Linked DNA regions of Sus scrofa: all the other regions are linked to region 1. A link is a contact called in public HiChIP or PLAC-seq and promoter capture Hi-C data. All regions are on one chromosome and are shown on one strand. The core of a region is the stretch at or near the end of the contact, and the rest is flanking DNA. Distances in the headings are between cores, read along the strand shown.

Region 1 (2,785 bases), core at 62-2,561:
TCCTCCATTTGGCCAAGAGCATCTTTTACCAGCTGTTACCTCAGCGGCAAGGGAAAATCGGGCGGCCCCTGCCGCTGTCCAACAGCTTGGCCCGGCTGTTCCAGGGCAGAGGCCGGGTACAACAGAGGCTGAAGAACCCAACCCCTGGGGCGCAGGTGACCCCTTGCAGGGCAACCTTGGCCTGATGCGCCCTGGGCTGGCTCTCGAGGGCCGCCTGTTCACCTCCTGCACACAAACCCCGGGCCAGAACCGCCTCCCCCGGCCCAGCCCGCGCCAGAGCCCGGACCCCAGCAGCTCCTCCGGCCAGGCCCGGGTGCGCGCCCCCCGGCCCCAGCGTAGGCGGCTGGCGGGGGCCCAGGACGACGGTCGCCGACCCCATGGCCGCCTGCGCTGGGGTCCACTTGGTCGGCCTGGAGTACCAGGCCCGCCGCGGGGGGCACGTGGGGGCAACGCCTTCCCAGCTGGCCGAGCACGCCGGCGGGCAGCCGCGTGAGCGTGGGCGTGTGTCGGGCGAGTGGGGCCGCCTGCAGCAGCCGCGTCGCCTCCTCCCCCGGCGGGGCAGGGGGAGGGCCCGCTCACCTCGGTAGCGGCGGGAGGCGAGGTGGCACACTGCGAGCAGCAGCACGGCCACCAGCGCCAGCACCTTGGCGCTTCTCACGCTGAAGTAGTGGTTGATCTCCCGCTTGCCCAGGTTGTAGGCCAGAGCCGCCATCTTGGTTCCTCCATGACAACAGTGCGCGGCGGAGCGGGGAAGGGGCGCCACACAGGGGCAGCACTGGGGCTGCCGCCGCCGCAGCCAGGCGAGGAGCCACCACCAGCCCCCGCGGCCGTCACCCGCGCCTCTCGCTGGGGAGACTGACCCCGCTGCCGCCGCCGCCGCTGCGGTACCCACGGCCTCCACCTGCCCCTTCTCGGCCGCGGCAGCCTCGGCGGTCTCCCCCCAGCCCCGCCGCCGCTGCTCCGCCGTGCCCGTTCCCCAGGCGCCCTGGACGCCTGTCTCCTCCCCTTCCTCCTCTTCCTCCTCCTCTTGAGCCTCTCGTCTTAATGGCGGCTGCGCCTGCAAGGGGGCTCCGGACGCCCAGAGCTCCGGGGTCACGAGCCCCAGACGGCCCTCTGGGGTCACGGGGTCACGGGCGGCGGCGGGCGGCGGCAGCGGCGGTGGCAGAGACATGGGGATGTGAGGAGAGCGGACCACGGGTCCAGCCCGACGTGAACGCGAGCCTCGGGCTTTCAATTGACTCACTGAACGCTACCTGAGCCCAGGTTGGGGCAATAAAACTACTGTTACAGAAGAAAAGTACACATCGTTCCACTCCCTCTTTCCCCAACACACCTTTTCCTGAGTTTCCGCTTCCTGAACCTGCCAAGCAGGGTGCTAAGGCCACCTAAATGTCACTGGGGCTTTTAGGCAGGCTGTGTCTGGTCAGCCTGGCTGCCTCTCAGATGCTTGTCGGGTTTTGAGACTGCTGGCAGCCTTAGCACCCAAACCACGGGTGAGACTAGTTTTAACTTTAAATCACTGCTTTGACCCATTTCTCTTGAAAATTGGAAAAAAAAAAATCCTTGGTTTGCCCAATTCCAGTGGGTGAAAGTACACCAGAGTACAGAGTAGAAGGTACAAAATGAACGTAGCTTACTGTAGGTGTTAGAAAGAAAAGAACCCCGCTCTTCATTTGCATTGACACAGGGTTCCCTAGGGGGATGGGCCAAACATGAAGTGTTGTCATTCCTGCGCCTGAAGTTGGTTAATGTTCTGCGGTTAGCCAAAAAAAAAAAAAAAAAAGCACTGCATTTCTTTGCCTTTGTTAAGTGCTTGTTAGCCCCTGTCTCTTTTTTTCACCTGTACTGCCTTCCCGGTGGAATTGGTTATTTGTATTGCTTCCCATTCTATTTGCCTTGTTAGGATGGTTTCAGGTGTTTTCTACAACTTTCCCATTTAGCCATTCCTGAGCTTGTATTTATAGGCCCCCCCTTAAAATGATAGAATGTTAGATATCGAAGGGACTTTAGAGAGTTTGTCACCCCGATTTTTTTAATCCAAGGACTCTTTTTTATTATGTTTTTATCCATGGACCCCATATCTTGAAAAATTTTGTCACTTAAATGAAATTTCATATATCACTGTCATAGATGTAATGCTAATAAGCAATAAAGCTAAGTAAGTGTACAAACACTCGGGACTGTTCCCTGGAAATGGTTGCTTAATTTTGGCTGTCATTCTTCTGATCCAAGGTTGATCACATGCTGAAAGAATTAAATCGGCTATTGTAAAAAACAGATAAATAACTCTGCTTACTGTATATGGTCTACCAATCACATCCTAGAAATTTCTATGATGTCATCAACAGCAAATTAGAATTTTTGATTGGAATGTGATAACCAGTGTTAGCCTGCAGGGTTGATTTAATGCCTGCCAAAAGTAAAGAAACTTGACATTTTTCTTAATTGCAGTTTCCAGAAGGCTTTCTGAAATACTGTAAAGAGCTTGTGGACTTCCTTTTTCCTTCCCTCTAGTTTACAGCTAATCCCTCTCCTATGCTCTGAATCTCTTTCTGTCCCCCTTTCTTGGGGCTGTTGATGACTTCATCAGTTATTCCTTTGTCAGTCATCCTCTCTGTGTTTTCTTTAAACTCTCCTTCTCTCATCAGTATTTCCCTTCCACCAATAATCTTTATCTTATTAGTGACGCTCATTCAGGGACTGTGTTTCTGTGTGTTTACCTCTCCATCTCTTTCCTTCTTTGACAAGTTCTAGAAATAGTAGTGTTGACTTTTCAGTCTTCATT
Region 2 (3,056 bases), core at 235-2,734, 700 kb before region 1:
AAGTGTGGAGGGCTTAGAGGATACAACATGTTGATGTGAGGGAATCAACAGTTCTGCTTTGGAGATATTTTGAAGAATATATTAGACTCTCCAGTGGGAGTGTCAACTAGGCAGCCAGTTAGCAGAAAGTGAGCACTCACCAGCCAGTCATTAAATGTCTAATAAGGGATCACTTTTTGCCAGCCTCTCTTCTACGCCCTGGGATCGCAGTGGGGAAAAGGCAAAAACCCTGACCACAAAAAGCTTACATTTCATTAGGCCACAACAGAGCATGATTGTATAAATAAATCAACAAGTTGATTTCAGAAACAATAAGTGACAGAAGAAAAAATGTGAGGATGTTTCTGGATGTGGCTTACGCCACTTTAAGTAGACATTTCCAGGATGATCTTTTAGAGCCACCATAAGAGGCCTGAGCTAGGTATGGACATTTTGGAAGCACCAGCGCACTGATGGTATGGAAACCCACTGGAATGAGAACTATCCAAGGGCTTCATCATGTTGAGATCAGTGACAGGAGAATCCTGCAAAGAAGACCAAGAAAGCTGGAGAAAGACTGGGAGAGGGTAGAATCATGAATCTAAGACAGGAAAGGATTTAAAAAGAAGGAAGTGGTGATCTGTGCCCAAAGCAGTTACAATCTGAGAATGATTTGCAAACTTGAATAGCACAACTGCATTACTCAATTAAGGCATTCACAGAGACAGCTTCAACTTCACGGGAGAGAACCTGTGTCCCACTTTTCAACAGGAACAATGTCAAAGAATTTGTAGCCATCATTTATCTGTTACAAGAGTTACTAAGATGGAAGCAACAACTGTTGACAAGTATTCCAAAGAGATTTTTTTTTAACAGAGGAGCAGAGAAAGAGAACAGTAAGTAGTTAGAATGTGAGATCAAAGAGCATTTTAACCCAGAAAACTATGAGGAGTGACACTAAAGCATGGGGGTATTTGACGGCAATACTCCAGAAAAGAGGAAGAGGTGGATGTTGTAGGAGAGAGAAATTGTAACTGGGACCAAAATCCTGAAGAAAAGAAAAAAAGGGGGCCCAGAGTAAAAAGAAGAGCTGGCCTTTAGTGAAGCAGGAAACACCTCACTCATGGTAACAGGAGAGAAGGCAGAGATGGGTATGTGGAGGCACCTCCTACTCTGCTTTGCTCAGTAGGGCTTAGAGGGCTCAAGCACAGCCCTCTCTTCCTTCTGTGCGTTTCCAGACTGAGTCACGGTGATCAAGTTACTGAACCCTTCTGAGCCACCAGGATTAGAAGCTTGTTAGCACAAAGTGAGCGCTCCTCAAAGCTCGTCTCTCCTTTCCCACAGCTATTTCCTCTAATCTGCTTGTTTTACCCCCCTTTTCACTCAGTCTAGGCAGCTCGTTCTCAGTCTCCTCTCTTTAAAGTGTCTCAGCGCTGACCTCAAGCCTGAGGTGCAGGGGGCGGGGTGAGCAGCCCGACGGGGAGGGGTGGGACCAACCTTGGGCAGCCTGAGGCTGCAGGCAGGAAAAGTCTCTGGTACATCTCCTATCTTGGGTGCATCTGTCTGTCCATTCTTCCAAGGTCTGTCGGACCATGGCGAAGCTGATGGTGCTCACCCTCTTGGGGCTGGGGCTAGCACTCTTCAGGGATCATCGGTCTTCTTATCTGTAAGTTGGGTTGTGCCGAGGGCTGCTGCATGGTCCTATCTGTCCCACCCTCTAGCCTGGCCCAGGAGGCTCCCCTGATTCCCAAGCAGGTTCCAGGCTCTCAGAAAATCTTCAGGCGAGTGCTGGCCTTATCTGCCACAGCAATTTCATAAATAGCCCACTTTCCCCAGCCACCTGGAAGCATACCCTTGCTCTCCGCCTGGGAGAGAGGTTAAAAAGACTCATGGGTGTGAGCGGCCAAGCTGTTGGCACACACAATTTTTCATGAATATAGGTGTATCTTGGCTAGATTCACTTCTCAACTTTTGCTTCAAAACAGATAACCAGAGTGGCAGGGGGCGGGAGGCATGATATTGTGTGAGTTAGAGAAGGAGTTCCTGCCTTGGCTGCCTGGACATTCTCAATTTTGAGGCCGCACTGTTAAGAGAGACAGAAAACTCGTGTGGGGAGAAGCAGGTAGGAAAGAATGGGCCACCTGCTCCAGTGGGGGCTGGGTGGGGCCAAGGGGAGAGAACACCAGCATTGGCATTTGACCTCCTGGGCTCTTGCTACATCCCTCCCACTGTGGGATCTTAAACAAATGACTTTATATTTCTAAATTATTAGCTGCTTCAATAAACCTTGTATCAGAAGCATCTAACACTGTGCCTGGATATAGTGACTATTCAATAAATGTTAGTGCCCTGCTTTCCTTAAAGTATTTTATAAACCTTCAAGTACTCACAAGGGGAAAAAAATGTTTTTAAGACTATATCAGGAGTTTCACAGTAACTTTTTTAAGGGTTCAAAGTCTAGAGATCATCTTAATCCCTAAGGCTTAATCAGTAATACCCTGTTGTTATTTACTTTGAAGTAAAACATTACTAAAAATCAAACTGAACATTTGGGTTTTTAGAAAAAAATCATATGACCCTATGGACTGCTAAGAAACTTAAATTCAGAGTAAGTTTTATAACTATTGGGGTTTTTTCTTCTAATGGTTGGTTATTTTTGGAATCACAAACTGTTAGAAAAACGTAAGAAAGAGTGATTTGGGGTTTTTAATCATGTAAAATTACCATATGTGGATTTTCATTGATCATAGTACTATTCGTTGCCAAATGAGAATATATCATGTATTATGTACATACATAAAATAGTAATGTATATAAATATATCATATTTTATATATATATATTTGTGTTCATTGTGGTATTACCTATAATGAAAATAAATGAGATATAAATGTCTGACACCCCTTCTAGGCTTTCTCTTTTTGATTCTCCCTAGGTTTGTTCTGCCCATATTTTTCAATCCTCCCCCCCCGACCACAGATGTCCTCTAAAGGGTTACAGATCTGCTAGGAAGGAGTGAGAATCTATCTTTCTGGTTTATCTTCCTTAATTTACTCTAAGGATGGCGTCTGTAAGCA
Region 3 (2,794 bases), core at 42-2,541, 830 kb before region 1:
TGACAAGCAGAGTATAGTAAATTAAGGTAGAAATACATATACCATTAGCATTAATTTCTGAAAATTGATGGCACTGATGATCTATACACAAATGGAAAGTATTTAAACCATGAAAAAAGAACTGCTATCTCCCGCTCAACATTGTACACAAGACCTTATCATCTATTTTGTTTAAACAGAAGTGATGTTGAACATGGTGTTTGTTTGCGGTCTGCTTACCAGATGGCCTCGCTACTCAAATTCTCCCATTAACTGGCTGATTTGGGAAATCAGAGTCTGCTCACTTCTATTTTGTTTCTGATTTATTAAGCATGGATTCCAGAAAATCCCTTGATAAGAAAAAAAATCAGTTCTAATTTGTGTCATCCACAGTTTTTCATAAGACAGAGACTCCGTGTTAAGTAGATCTACAATTTTGTTCTGTCATTGCAGTCAAGGAAAAAAGTTAACTTTTTGGCTTTCCTGCCTGAACTGAAAACTCATTAAAATGATGAGGATCATCAAGTTGCTTCAAGGTATCCCCCTGCCCATCTATTAATCCTCCAGATAAGGGCAAAAATCCTCTTATTCCTCCAGATGGACGCAGAGATGATCTATCTTTAAGTGGCCATGTTAACAGAACCCAACCTAGTTATACTGTCTGGATTATATCTTAGCACTCTGTTTAACCATAACCTAGAGATGTCTTCTTTACTCTATGTTGAGGAGGAAGAAGAGTTAGAAATTAAAGAAATTTGCATAACTAAATATGATTATACAGGATTTTGAATTCCAGGCACAAGGATACAGAAAGTAAAGAGAAGGAAAGAAAAGAAAAAGAGGTTTACATATACATATATAAGCCCATTTCACCTAGTTTAAAAAAGAAACAATTACGTGAGAAATGTTTTTAAATATGTAAAGAAACAATAAGAGCTACCAGCTTAGATTGGGTAACTAATGGTTTGCATTTAAAGAAAAATCCATTTTCTATCACTTTTACAACTATACCTATGTTTACCTTGTTTATAAGATGCCAAAACCATATTCTCATCTTCAACTTCAAAAACTGTGTCCACATCTATTTGCCGTTGGATTAAAATGGCCTTCAATTTTCCGAAGTCATTTGACTTTAGAGCCTCAAGGAAATTTCTCTTAACTAACTTGGCAGTTGCAGATTTAGTAACAGGGGCAGCCGGGCCGTCCATCCTTTCTCTCCCTCTGGAAGCTTTGTTGTGATTTATCAGGAGAACAGCACCAAGCAAACAGGCACATGCTAGAGAGTCCACAAACTGTCAGCTAATTTTATCCCAAAGTTATGCTGATCCGTTCTATTTATATAGGGATCATTTCAAACTTCAAAATATCCTTCTTGGCTGTCACTGCACTCTCAGGTCTTTTAAGCTGGTTCTATAATAATTCATTGAATAATATTGCATGTCAAATGAAGGCAAACCCTTGCCATACATTTTAGAGGATAAAATGTCACCATTATTTCTTATATGATCAAAGTAATAATGTAAGATTTAAAAGATCTTAATGCTTTTTTTTTCCCCCTCAGTAAAAACATCTGGTGTGCCCAACTGGATATCCAGTGTCTTGCTCTGATTAACCAATAGCCACAAATGAAAATTTGTTACAGTTGTTGTTACATGTGCTTCTGAAAACCTACAATAATCTGTAGTATGAGCCTGCAAAATCAAGCATGGTCATACACATTTGAAAATGAACATAAGGTTATTAAGTGATTTACACATGAAAAATTTGAATGTCATGAAAGAAAGTGGGGTGGGGTGAGGGTACAGAGTGCTATTTTAGATAAAAAGAGACTAAAGGGACAAAACATCTAACCTTGTATTTTATACACAGGTATAGATATGTGTGTGTGTGTGTGTGTGTGTGTGTGTGTGCATAAATAGAGGATGCAAATGTGGCAAAAAGTTAAAAGTTAGCAAATTTAATGAGGAATTTATATATGTTCATAGTATTAATTTTTCATCTTTTCTGTAAGTTTGAAATCTTTCCAAGTTTAAAAAGCAAGAAAGAAAAATACACTTTCTTTCTTTCTTTTTTTTTTTTTTTTGGGCTGCACCCATGACATATGGAAGTTCCCAGGCTAGGGGTTGAATCTGAGCTATCGCTGTGTCAACCTACACACAGCCATAGCAACACCGGATCCTAGCCACGTCTGTGACCTACACTACAGCTCATGGTAACACTGTATCCTTAACCCACTGAGCAAGGCCAGGATTAAACCTGTGTCTTCATGGATACTAGTCGGGTTCATTTCCACTGTGCCACAACGGAAACTCCAAAATACTCAATTTTTAAATGTGTAAGTCATTACAAATTAGAAAAATTATGATAGAGTTCATTTGAACACAAAGAAATCACATTTTATATATTGTTGGTGAAAGTCAAAACTGGTACAATCTTTTGGCAGAATAATTAGCAACATGAATTTTAAAATTATAATGTATTCTTTTCTTAGAATTTACCTAAGGATATAAATGTGGATGCAAATCATAATATAATATTTTAACTTGTTACACACTGCTATGTAACATAAATATAAGAAAGTAGAAAATGACAAGTGTACAGCATGACAGTTTTTACAAAGTGAATACGCCCTTGTAACCAACCCCCACGTAGAACCACAGAGTAGTTCAGGTAGACTTGAAACTTCCTTATGTCACCTTCTAATCAAAACACTCACCTGATCCCGATGATAACTATTATCTTGACCTTTAATACTGTAGATTAGTTTTGGGGTTTTTTAATGTTTAAAATATTTGTTAATATTCTTAATTTTAAA

Evidence for each region. Promoter capture Hi-C pulls out the DNA fragments that hold promoters and counts their contacts. HiChIP or PLAC-seq counts read pairs in DNA pulled down with a chosen protein or histone mark.
Region 2: a contact with region 1 is called in an H3K27ac HiChIP or PLAC-seq map of alveolar macrophages. The contact joins the promoter of PON1 here to the promoter of CASD1 in region 1. A contact is called at or near these places in 1 of 5 promoter capture datasets (fetal liver) and 1 of 2 datasets of contacts at active chromatin or transcription factors (alveolar macrophages).
Region 3: a promoter capture Hi-C map of fetal skeletal muscle shows a contact between it and region 1, with 5 times the contacts expected there. The contact joins the promoter of ASB4 here to the promoter of CASD1 in region 1. A contact is called at or near these places in 2 of 5 promoter capture datasets (fetal skeletal muscle and liver) and 1 of 2 datasets of contacts at active chromatin or transcription factors (skeletal muscle).

What each region holds. Positions count from the first base shown.
Region 1 is chr9:74,275,059-74,277,843 of Sscrofa11.1, reverse strand. CASD1 (CAS1 domain-containing protein 1) reads right to left here and starts at 1,311. Exons shown (of 18, transcript XM_021063369.1): 1 at 580-1,311. The coding sequence starts at 1,171.
Region 2 is chr9:74,973,136-74,976,191 of Sscrofa11.1, reverse strand. It overlaps PON1 (paraoxonase 1), which reads left to right and starts at 1,484. Exons shown (of 9, transcript NM_001097515.2): 1 at 1,484-1,645. The coding sequence starts at 1,572.
Region 3 is chr9:75,108,875-75,111,668 of Sscrofa11.1, reverse strand. ASB4 (ankyrin repeat and SOCS box protein 4) reads right to left here and starts at 1,291. Exons shown (of 6, transcript XM_021102414.1): 1 at 1,001-1,291. The coding sequence starts at 1,187.